Linked DNA regions of Sus scrofa: all the other regions are linked to region 3. The links are chromatin contacts, called in public HiChIP or PLAC-seq and promoter capture Hi-C maps. All regions are on one chromosome and are shown on one strand. The core of a region is the stretch at or near the end of the contact, and the rest is flanking DNA. Distances in the headings are between cores, read along the strand shown. Region 1 holds the start of SUSD6 (sushi domain-containing protein 6). Region 2 holds the start of SRSF5 (serine/arginine-rich splicing factor 5). Region 3 holds the start of SYNJ2BP (synaptojanin 2 binding protein).

Region 1 (3,202 bases), core at 395-2,894, 720 kb before region 3:
AGAAGGGCACTCAGAGGGGTTGTACAAAATGGAAGGGTTTTATAGGAAGAATAGGGCAAGGGAGCTATTAGTAAAAGAAAATAAAAATTATTTTTTTATGCCCTAACATCTTTTTTGGAGGGAGAAAACTGGCAAGGGTTTTATCATGCAGATTGCCTCTTCTTCCTCTGGGGAATGGTGAGGGTCCATGTGACAGATTACTATGTGACAGCATCTCATTGGTGCTGGCCAGAGAATTCGAAACTGGTTAAGATTACATTTATGGTGAAGGCTGAAACTGCAATTAGGTTAGGTATTAAATCTAGGTTTGGTATCATGGGCTTTAGCACAAGTGACACCATTTTGGGCCTGTGGGTTTTCTTCTTAACAGAACTCAAGGAGGAAAGGAGGCAGAGCAAGGACAGGCTTATAGAAAAGGAAGCAACAGCCGTAGGTTTGTGGGGCCCAGGTTGGAAGTGTTCTCTGGAGGATGCGTATGTGGGCATGATGGGGTGGGGGCTGCACTCTGCTTGCTTTGTTTTTGCACTTTTTTGAAAATGAGACCTGATCATTCACAGCACTTTTCTAGAGAACCTACTAGAACTAGGCTAGGTGAGAGGCCCAGAGAGGGTGTGTCCTCCTCCAATGGGCATCTGAGACCCAAGCTGCAGCATAGGCTGAAGTCTCTGGTACTGATTCTCAAGTAGGAAAGTTTCCACATTCATTGAGCACCTCCGAGACCAGGCACTGTTCAAGGGCCTGGAGCAAAAAATAAAAAGTCATAACCATTGTCATCAAGGGGTCACAAGTCCTGTAAATACTTCCAGAGGATTTATCTCCTAGGCCCCCAGTGGGATCACCAATAGATGCTGTTTCTATAAAGTACACAACGGTTGGCATAGTATAATGTTGGAAAATTGCCCCAGGAGACAAGGCTCAGAATGGGAAATAAAATTAGGAATGTGGCGGGTTCTAGCTCCAACTCTGCCAGTCTTCACTCTGAACTTCGGTTTTCTGAACCTTGAGATCTGTTGCGTGCTTTTTAGTACGCTGAGGAATCACTTAGGAATGCTTGTTAAAATAAAGATTCCAGAGTCCAATCGTAGTTTTTTGAATCAGAATGGCTGGATGTGGGACCGCGAATCTGCATTTTTACACCCCCAACTTAGGGGCAGTTTGAGGTAGGCAGTTGCACCACAGTTTGAGAAGTACTGCTTAATAGGAAGATAACGACCTGCCCTAGCGACAGGCCTGGAGAGCGATTCAGGAGCTAAGAAGGCAGCATGAATGAAAGCCTTGTCAAAGGGAAAGCAAACCAATTTTTGCAAATAATAGTAATCCAATAATACAAATAATATCCTAAAAATCCAAATAACGATACTACTACTAATTGTAAAAGAGATGGAGAGCGCACCGCAAAGGCACCGCAGTCTGAGTCTGTACCATCAACTGGTCCACAAGAGCGAAGTCGGCGCGACACTGTCCCTTTAAGACGAGCCCGCCCCACTCCCCGTCTCACCCGCCTCGGGGCGTGCGGGCCGGCGGGCGGCGCGTGCGTGCTGGCAGCCATCGACCGGCCGATCCTCCCAGCCGGGCGGTCGCGGCGGCGCGACGCCGGCGCTTGTTGCGTGCGCGCCTGGCCCCGCCCATTGCCCGCCCCTTCCCCTCCCCCTCCACGGGCCTCCCCCGCCCGCGCGGTACAGCTGGGCCAGTGACGCGGAAACTGCTGCCGCCGCCGCCGCTGCCGCCGCCGCGTTCCATTCTCCTAAGCCGGCGACAGCCTGTTTCCCGACTCCCGCTTCCTCGTTTTGCAGCGCCGCCCGGCGCCAGCCAGACCAGGGTACGCGGGGTCTCGCCCAGACCCTAGAGGGCTGCGGGTGCGCGCAGGCAGCGGAGCTGATCCTTGCGCGGTGGAAGGTGCGAGCGCCCCCATCCCGGAGGTCGCCACGCCGTTCCCCGGGTGAGTTGTCACCGCGGCCGAGGGGCGGCGGGGGCCGGCATTGTGTCACTGGACCGCTGGCTGGCTGTCAGGGGCGCAGGGCCAGCGCGCACCGCCCGGGAGGGATGCTGGGGAGCTGGGGCCGGCCACCCAACGTCCGCTGCTCTCCGCACTCCCCGCGCCGGCCTCGCTGTCACCTCGACGCCCGGCGGCGAGCCCTGCCTGTGCCGGCGTGGGCCGGCCTGGCGCGGGACTGAGAGGGCAGCGGGGTGAGCTGTGCCGGGCTTGGAGAAGGACTGGGCGGCCGGTTTGCGGCCGGGAACTTGGTGGCGGGGGTCTCGGCTCCTGGGGTCCTGCTATGGTCGGTAGTTCAGGACGGAGACTACGCTTTGCAGATCGCTGGAGTGTAGATAAATAGGCAGAGGCTGTCTTGCTGTTACTATTAGTGTTACTGTTTTGCACTCAGACCAACTAAAGCTTTGGGTCCTGCTCCGGGTAGGGTCGGCTTAGCGACGGTGGACCGAGGATACCTTGGAGCCCGGGTATGGAAGCCCCGGAGCTTTTTGGAGCCCCTGTGCCTGTTCTGGTCTTTAATCTCAAAAACTTTTCTTATTATCCGGGCTGACAGACACCGAAACCACTTCCTGTTTGTGTATGTAGACTTTCTATTTTACTTCTGGCTTTTAGGGACTCCAAATACTGGTTTAGGTCTGACCTTCCCACGGGGTTGTGACTGTGGGGCTGCAGAATTGGGAACAATTATCTGTAAGGAGATCAGGAAGGGGAAGTGGTTTTGGGGACTCTAAGACCTGGGAGAATAGAGGCATCAGAAACAACTCTTTGGCTGGTTCCAGGGAAGTTCACAGCTTGGCAAAGAGGCCTGATGCTGCTGTTCCCATAGAATGCCCCCTCGGTGGCAGACAGCTTCCTGGGTTCTTTTGCTCCTGCTAACTGTGCTTGTGTGTGCTCTGTAGAGAGGTCCAGTAAAACTACCCAGTTCAATTAAACTGTAGGTCTTCACTGCCTTTCTAGGTCTGCTGAGGTGGTGAGTGTGCCTTTTGTCCCTTTTCATTTCTCTTGTTTTCCTCAAATTTTATTGTAATATAGTTGACTTAAAATTTGTATTAGTTTCAGGTGTACAGCAAAGTGAATCACTTATACATAAATGTGTATCCATTTTTTTTTCCGTATAGGTTATTACAGAATGTTGAGTAGATTTCCCTGCACTATACAGTAGGTCCTTGGTTATCTATTTTATATACAGTAGTGTGTATGTGTTAACCC
Region 2 (3,365 bases), core at 118-2,617, 580 kb before region 3:
GGACAATTTGTGCATTATAAAATGCCTATGTTTTTCAGAATAGCAGCTAAAGGAGTTCCCATCGTGGTGCAGTCGTTAACGAATCCGACTAGGAACCATGAGGTTGCGGGTTCGATTCCTGGCCTTGCTCAGTGGGTTGATGATCCGGCATTGCCGTGAGCTGTGGTGTAGGCTGCAGACACGGCTCGGATCCCGAGTTGCTGTGGCTCTGGTGTAGGCCGGTGACTACGGCTCTGATTGGACCCCTAGCCTGGGAATCTCCATATGCCGAGGGTGCGGCCCTGTAAAGACAAAAAAATTAAAAAAAAAAAAGGGAGTTAAAGTAACTTTTTCATCAAAACTCTCTTTATGTCTGAATTCCTAAGCCTGCTGACTTTACTAGGAAAACGCAGAGTTAAAGATGTGACTGGCTGTTTCACACTCACTTTGAAAACACAATATATCATGTTTCTGAAGAATGGTAGACTTTGTGTTACAGTACAGAAACCTGAAGAGAGAGTTAACCAAATACCATTTGGATTTAAAAGTAGCTGGAAACACCATCTAGCCAGCACAGTCCTAGAGTAGTAGAAATACAGAGGCCTGCATTCTGGCCTCAATTCTACTTTTTTTTTTCATAGTTGCTCCTGTGGCAGACAGAAGTCCCCAGGCTATAGGTCAAATCAGAACTGCAGCTGCCAGCTTACATCACAGCCAGGGCAATGCCAGATTAGATCCGCATCCAAGACCTATGCCACAGCTTGTGGCAACGCTGAATCCTTAACCCAGTGAGCAAGGCCAGGGAGGGAACCTGCATCCTCATGGATACAAGGCCTGCCTGTAACCTGCTGAGCCACAAAGGGAACTCTTCTGGCCTCAATTCTAGATGGCCCAATAGCCGCAGTCTCAAGTTCAGTATTTCATGACCCCTAAACTTTCCATTTAAACAATACTGCACTTAGTCTTCTACCTATAACTCAGCCACACGTCCATGGTATGGTTAAAATATGCTCTTCAGCATCAAGGAGCGCCCTCCAAAGTGCAACCGTAATTTGCAAATGGTAAAGGGTCAGAGATGGTCAGATATTTTTGCAAAGTCTGAGTTACTTTCGCCCAGTACTCTTCAGGATATTTTTTAAAGCTTCAGATAATTTTTTTTTTACTCACCAGTCTTAGGGTATTTTTATGAGATAATGATGAAGCGAACGTCACAGTCCAAACGCTGCGAAAGTCTTTGAGGAGGACCCTTCCAGACCTGAGCGTCTGGGAGCCACGCCCACCCCAGTTCCCGCCCCTCGGCCACGCCCACCACGAGTGAGCGGTGCTCCCGCCCTCCTCGGGCCTGGGCCCCCAAGGGGCGGCTCCAGGGGCGGTCCCGGAAGTGACGCAAGACGCGCCCTCCATTTTGTGGAGCGCCGGAGCATCTAAGTGCGTCAGTTGTGGAGATACGTAGGCGAGTTAAGTCCTGGTCTGCGGGGAGGCAGACGGCTCCGTCGCAGACTACGGACCTCTTTGGGTCTCAGCTGCCAAAGATCCTGTCCGGTAGGTGAGTGGCTCACTTTGAGGGAAAGCCTTCTCGGATCGAGGCTTCTTCATGGCCGCTCAGATCGCGAGTGGTCAGGGCTGCTCTCTGTGCGGAGGACGGCGTCCACTGAGCGCAGTTTACTCGAGGTGGGCGCTGGGGCACGTCTCCCTTTGGGTATTGTTTGAGGGGACCTGACGGGGGAAGGGCGGTCGTGGTCCTGGTTATGGTGGTTTTTACACGGAGGGGTCGTGTGCCCCTCCCTGCCTCCTTATTTCACTGCCCGAACCCCGCGAGGAGTGGGCCGATACCTTTGTTCGGGGTGTGGCCGGGGCTGTCCGAGGGCGGGTACAATGACCCCGGCACAGTGGGTTCGGGGCAGGGGAGGGACCAGGGAGCTTGGCACGCGCGGCTCCCCACCGCTGGCTCCGAGGCGGCCATTTTGAGGCTGTTTCGCGGCCGCCCGCCGCCGTCTGCGCAGGCGCGGCGGTGGCGTCGCGAGATCCGGCTTCCACCCGCTGTGACGCTCCCGGGAGGCGGCGACGCGCGCGGCCCGTCGTCATTGGGCTGGCCTTGCGGAGGGCGGGGTCGGCTCCGCCCGCACTTCTCGGCCTTTCCTAACTGCGGCAGATGGGAGGGGGCCAGAAGAGCCAGGGAGAGTGTGCGGCTGCGCAGTTCCGGAGGCGGCAGTGGGCGTTGCGGTTGCTGCGGTCTGGGCCCAGGGAAGGATCGTGTTGGGAGCCGAGTTTTAATTTTGTCTGCAAGGGACCTGGCCTAATAAGAGGCACTCTTGGCAATCTTGTTTATAACATCACCGGGTAAACATTTTATTTTCTGCCGTTTATGTTTTTGATCCCTCGGCGAGGCATTCTTCCGACATTCACTGGTATTATCTTCATTGGATTATTTTCTGGCAGGAAGTACTAGCCGCACATCATGAGTGGCTGTCGAGTATTCATCGGGAGGCTAAATCCAGCGGCCAGGGAGAAAGACGTGGAAAGGTTCTTCAAGGGGTATGGACGAATAAGAGATATTGATCTGAAAAGAGGCTTTGGTTTTGTGGTAAGTATTTAGAAGTGGTTGAATTATCTGTTAAGTGAGTAGAGTTTGTGATAAGCGGTGCTTTTGATCTTATTAAGTAGAGTGTCTTTAGGGGAAATGTGCATCCTTAAGGCAGTGAGTTGTCTTAAGGGATAAAAGAAGCTCATTGCTGGCTGGAGGGAAACCACCCCTGGTGCTTCCTTTTTAAAATATATTTATTATTACACTTTTGTGGGTTTTTTGTGGGGGGGAGTAGTTGGCTGCGCTTGTGGCCTGTGGAAGTTCCTGGGCCAGGGCTCAAACGCACACCACAGCAGTGACATTGTGGGATCTTAACCACTAGGCTGACAGGGACCTACTGGTTGCTTCTTGATTAGGCTTATCAATATGGTATTGTCATTAAGATACTCCCTTTCCTATTCTTTCACAGGTATTTAGTGCTTTTGATGTGTTGTAGAATACACTTTTTAAAGCCATGTTAAACATATTTTTTTCACGTTTGAATTTGAGGAATTTGAGGATCCCAGGGATGCAGATGATGCTGTATATGAACTTGATGGAAAAGAACTCTGCAGTGAAAGGTGAGGATCTTTGTTTTTGTTTTATAACTAGTTAGCATTGTAAAGATAGAGTGGCCAGGTCAGCTGGGATGTTTTTCTAAATAGATTTCTTAGTTAGCATAAGTGGATAATGAAGAATTTTTCTTCTCTTCTTGTAGGGTTACAATTGAACATGCTAGGGCTCGATCTCGAGGTGGAAGAGGTAGAGGACGCTACTCAGACCGTTTTAGTAGTCGCAGACCTCGAAATGATAGACGGTATGT
Region 3 (3,320 bases), core at 566-3,065:
GGGCAATCAGAAAATGACCTACCATTGTTTCACCTGGCCCAAGAGAAGCACAAGTAGTAATGGATGAAAAGTACAGAAAAACAGATTTTGGTTTAACAACTGTTCTCCTCAAAAGTCAATATTAAGAGAGATGAAAAATTCATATGAAATAGAAAAAGTGTATTAAGACACTTGGTCATACTGAATGAGCCTTTAACAAAAGTTTAGGAGCTCGTATGGAATCTTTTCGGCATTTAACCATGCAGATTAGCAAAGAACTACAGTCTTATAAGTAAAATCAATTTCCAATTTTTCATAACAAGAAAAAAGACAGCATGGATGATTCTGAAAGCCACATTTTATGAAGAATAATCTATGAGTGGTGGACCAAGCTATATCAAAATACCTGATGAGGAAAGATGGACTGGTCTAGTGGTGATGGAAACAGGATTGAAAGGCGTATGCAAAACATTTCAGAGAGAGCCTATGATACTTGATGACTTGGAGACTCTTGAAATGACAGTATTTAGGAGAATTTACTAATCATTTGTCTATTAACAACAGCAGCAAACACACAGTGCTTACCACACAACGTTCTAAAGATCTTACATAGTTAGATTTCATTCTCATAACCCTAGTAAGTGTATTCTATTATCATGCACATTTTACTGATGAGAAATTAAGACTTACATCAGTAATAAAGTTCGTCAGCCAATAAATATCAAAGAACTAGTAAGAGGTTAGATTCCAGATTTGGACCTGTTTAAGCCAAAGCTAAAGCTCTCTTAATCGATACACTAGACAGCTGTAAAGGAAAGGCAACAAAAGCCAAGGCAGATAGCAGGGAGTAACGTGAAGAGCCTAGTGAAATGAAGGGCATCAGGAGGTAAGAGGACTGTAGGGGTCAGTGAGGATTTGGTAGTATCAGAATCAGTTGATGTGCTTGTGAAGAAAAGAAGCAAGGTAGGATGAAAGGAAGAAGGGAAAGAGGGAGGGAGGGAAGGAGGAAAGAGGGACGAAAAAGCCCAAAGAAACACCTGCATTGAATCCAAATTAACAGAAATGGGTTCTAGGAATTGCCCTTTTATTTTTTAAAGAAAACCCAAAAAAATCTTACATAACTTTGAGACGAAACCAGGTTTGGGAACTTCCCGAGTAGACCTCTAAGTCTCTTTCTGCTTTAGGATTCCGGGTGGTCCTCTAAATGAATTTCCCAAAAAAAATGAAAGGAGGAGGGAGGGAGGGATACTATCAGCAAGAAAACGGCTATGTATTTACAGTCCACACCGTTTATGCTCCCATTTTTACTAAACAGTCTTTCACGGAAACGGTGATAGAGTAGGCAATGGAAGGAGGGGTGTGGAGTTCACGGCCACGGTCTAGAAAGCAGGATTTTCCCGTAGCAGAAAGAAACCCCTCCTGACTATAAATACATGCGGTAATCCGACTGAAAAACGAGGTGGATTCCTCAGATCCGTCTCATGCTAACGCTGGATGCCAATATATTCTTCTATGAGCCCGCAAACACTGCATGCAACCACCAGGTTGGGGCCTGCCTTCTCTGAGGCCAAAAGAAATCTGGCTCTGCAGAAGAGGTGTCCGCTCTGCAATTACAGCCCCAAGTACCCGACTCTCGGCGATGACCACTTCTGCACATACCTGAGGGTCCTCTGGTGAGACTGATTTCTTCCTCAGTAACCAAATAATCCACTCTTCCGTTCATATTTTACTGTTTGTCTGGCTTCCCAACTTGAAGCAGCAACAGCTCGTGACGGGGGAGATGAAAATCCGCCGGGGGGCCTGGCGTCTAGCGCCAGAAGCCCAGCACTTTCAGTTTCAGCAGCCCTGGGGCCGGAAGAGGAAGTCTCGAGAGCGGTGAGCGCCAGGAATGCTGGGAGTCGTGGTTCTGACGGCCGCTGTGGCGCCTTCCTTCGCCAGGTGCAACCTGCAGGATGAGCAAGGGGCACGTTTCTAGCCTGATTTACTCTTGGGGGCGGAGTAGGGGGCGGGGAGGGATAGTAAAGGTAAGAGACATAATAAATAAATTGATATTGTCAAGGAAAAATGAAAACTAAGTTCTCCTGCCGTCTCAGAAAATCTCCACGGTTAAGAGGCAGTAAGGAGTTCTTGTTGTTAGTAAGCTTTGAACCGGACTGCGATAGGCGTCACAGGCAATCTGCTAATGCGATTTTTAAGACAGAAATTCACCCTTTTATACAGACATGAAGGTACCATTCATTATACATATGTTCTCATTTAAGAGGACTTAACACTGTTTGCCGTACATTCTTTGGTAGGTCATCCTTGAAGAGGCCGTTTGTGTTCATTAATTGCCATTATCCAAGGGAAAAGAAAACTTCTCTATTTCTATGTCAAGCAGGTACTTAGAGCTTAGAGCAAGGAGCCTAGGCTAATTCCTCTGTTCAGAGCAGATAGGGGACTCTCTTTCTTGGTTATTATATTTCAAAGAGCTGGCTCCTAGGACCTTAAGAAAAACTTTCCTGAGCTGTTCCTGGCGAGAGGCTTGTTTCACTTTTTATACATTTTATGTACATACAGAAGGGACAGGGGAAGGATTTTGTAATTACATGCCTGCTCAAGAAAACCCTCTGGGAAAGAGAGGGATAAAAGTCTCTTTCTTTTGGTAGAAAAAAAAATTTAAGTCCCTAGAATAGGACTAGTAAACACGGTAGCTTCTGTTGACTATTTAATCTGAATTTGCGTTAATTGGAACTACACGTTTCAGGCTTCCACCAATCCCTATGGTCTAACTCCAGGTTGTTCCTCAAACCAGAAGCTACTATGTTTACAAACAAAAACAAAACAAAGAAAGAGACAGATTCATTAAGAATTTTGCTAATTCGTATTTGCTAATCCTAAGAGAAGTGAATATGGAATAGTAGAAAGAACACAGGAGGTGATGTCAGAAGAGCTAATCTGAAGCTTCAGGTCCATTTTCTTCTAGTTGTCTGGGTTTGGTCAGGTAACCTAACACCTCCCAACCATGTTTCCCCACCTTAAAAAGGGCATGATTATAGATCCTTAATATTTGCTTAAAAGAGTAAATGAGATGAAATTTTTAAAGACAACTTCACAACTTCAAACTCAGATAAATACCACCCTCAACTTCCAGCCCTCTTCAACATTTATTGGTTGAATGAGTGAATAAAATGATCACATATGCAACCTACACCACAACTCACCACAACTCACCACAACTCTTGGCAATGCCAGATCCTCAACCCACTGAGTGAGGCCAGGGATCGAACCTGCATCTTCATGGATACTAGTTGGGTTCATAACCTGCTGAGCCACAACAGGAACTCCGAGATCGGAGTTTT

What was found. Promoter capture Hi-C pulls out the DNA fragments that hold promoters and counts their contacts. HiChIP or PLAC-seq counts read pairs in DNA pulled down with a chosen protein or histone mark.
Region 1: a promoter capture Hi-C map of liver shows a contact between it and region 3, with 2.6 times the contacts expected there. The contact joins the promoter of SUSD6 here to the promoter of SYNJ2BP in region 3. A contact is called at or near these places in 1 of 5 promoter capture datasets (liver) and 1 of 47 Hi-C or Micro-C datasets (embryonic fibroblasts).
Region 2: a contact with region 3 is called in an H3K27ac HiChIP or PLAC-seq map of skeletal muscle, with 3 times the contacts expected there. The contact joins the promoter of SRSF5 here to the promoter of SYNJ2BP in region 3. A contact is called at or near these places in 2 of 2 datasets of contacts at active chromatin or transcription factors (alveolar macrophages and skeletal muscle).

The regions. Positions count from the first base shown.
Region 1 is chr7:93,252,068-93,255,269 of Sscrofa11.1, forward strand. SUSD6 (sushi domain-containing protein 6) reads left to right here and starts at 1,645. Exons shown (of 6, transcript XM_001926947.5): 1 at 1,645-1,939.
Region 2 is chr7:93,392,012-93,395,376 of Sscrofa11.1, forward strand. It overlaps SRSF5 (serine/arginine-rich splicing factor 5), which reads left to right and starts at 1,368. Exons shown (of 8, transcript XM_001927419.6): 1 at 1,368-1,650; 2 at 2,419-2,563; 3 at 3,053-3,123; 4 at 3,261-3,359. The coding sequence starts at 2,438. It overlaps LOC106504507 (a long non-coding RNA gene), which reads right to left and starts at 1,265. Exons shown (of 4, transcript XR_001298042.2): 1 at 1,147-1,265.
Region 3 is chr7:93,972,521-93,975,840 of Sscrofa11.1, forward strand. SYNJ2BP (synaptojanin 2 binding protein) reads right to left here and starts at 1,816. Exons shown (of 4, transcript NM_001244991.1): 1 at 1,639-1,816. The coding sequence starts at 1,702.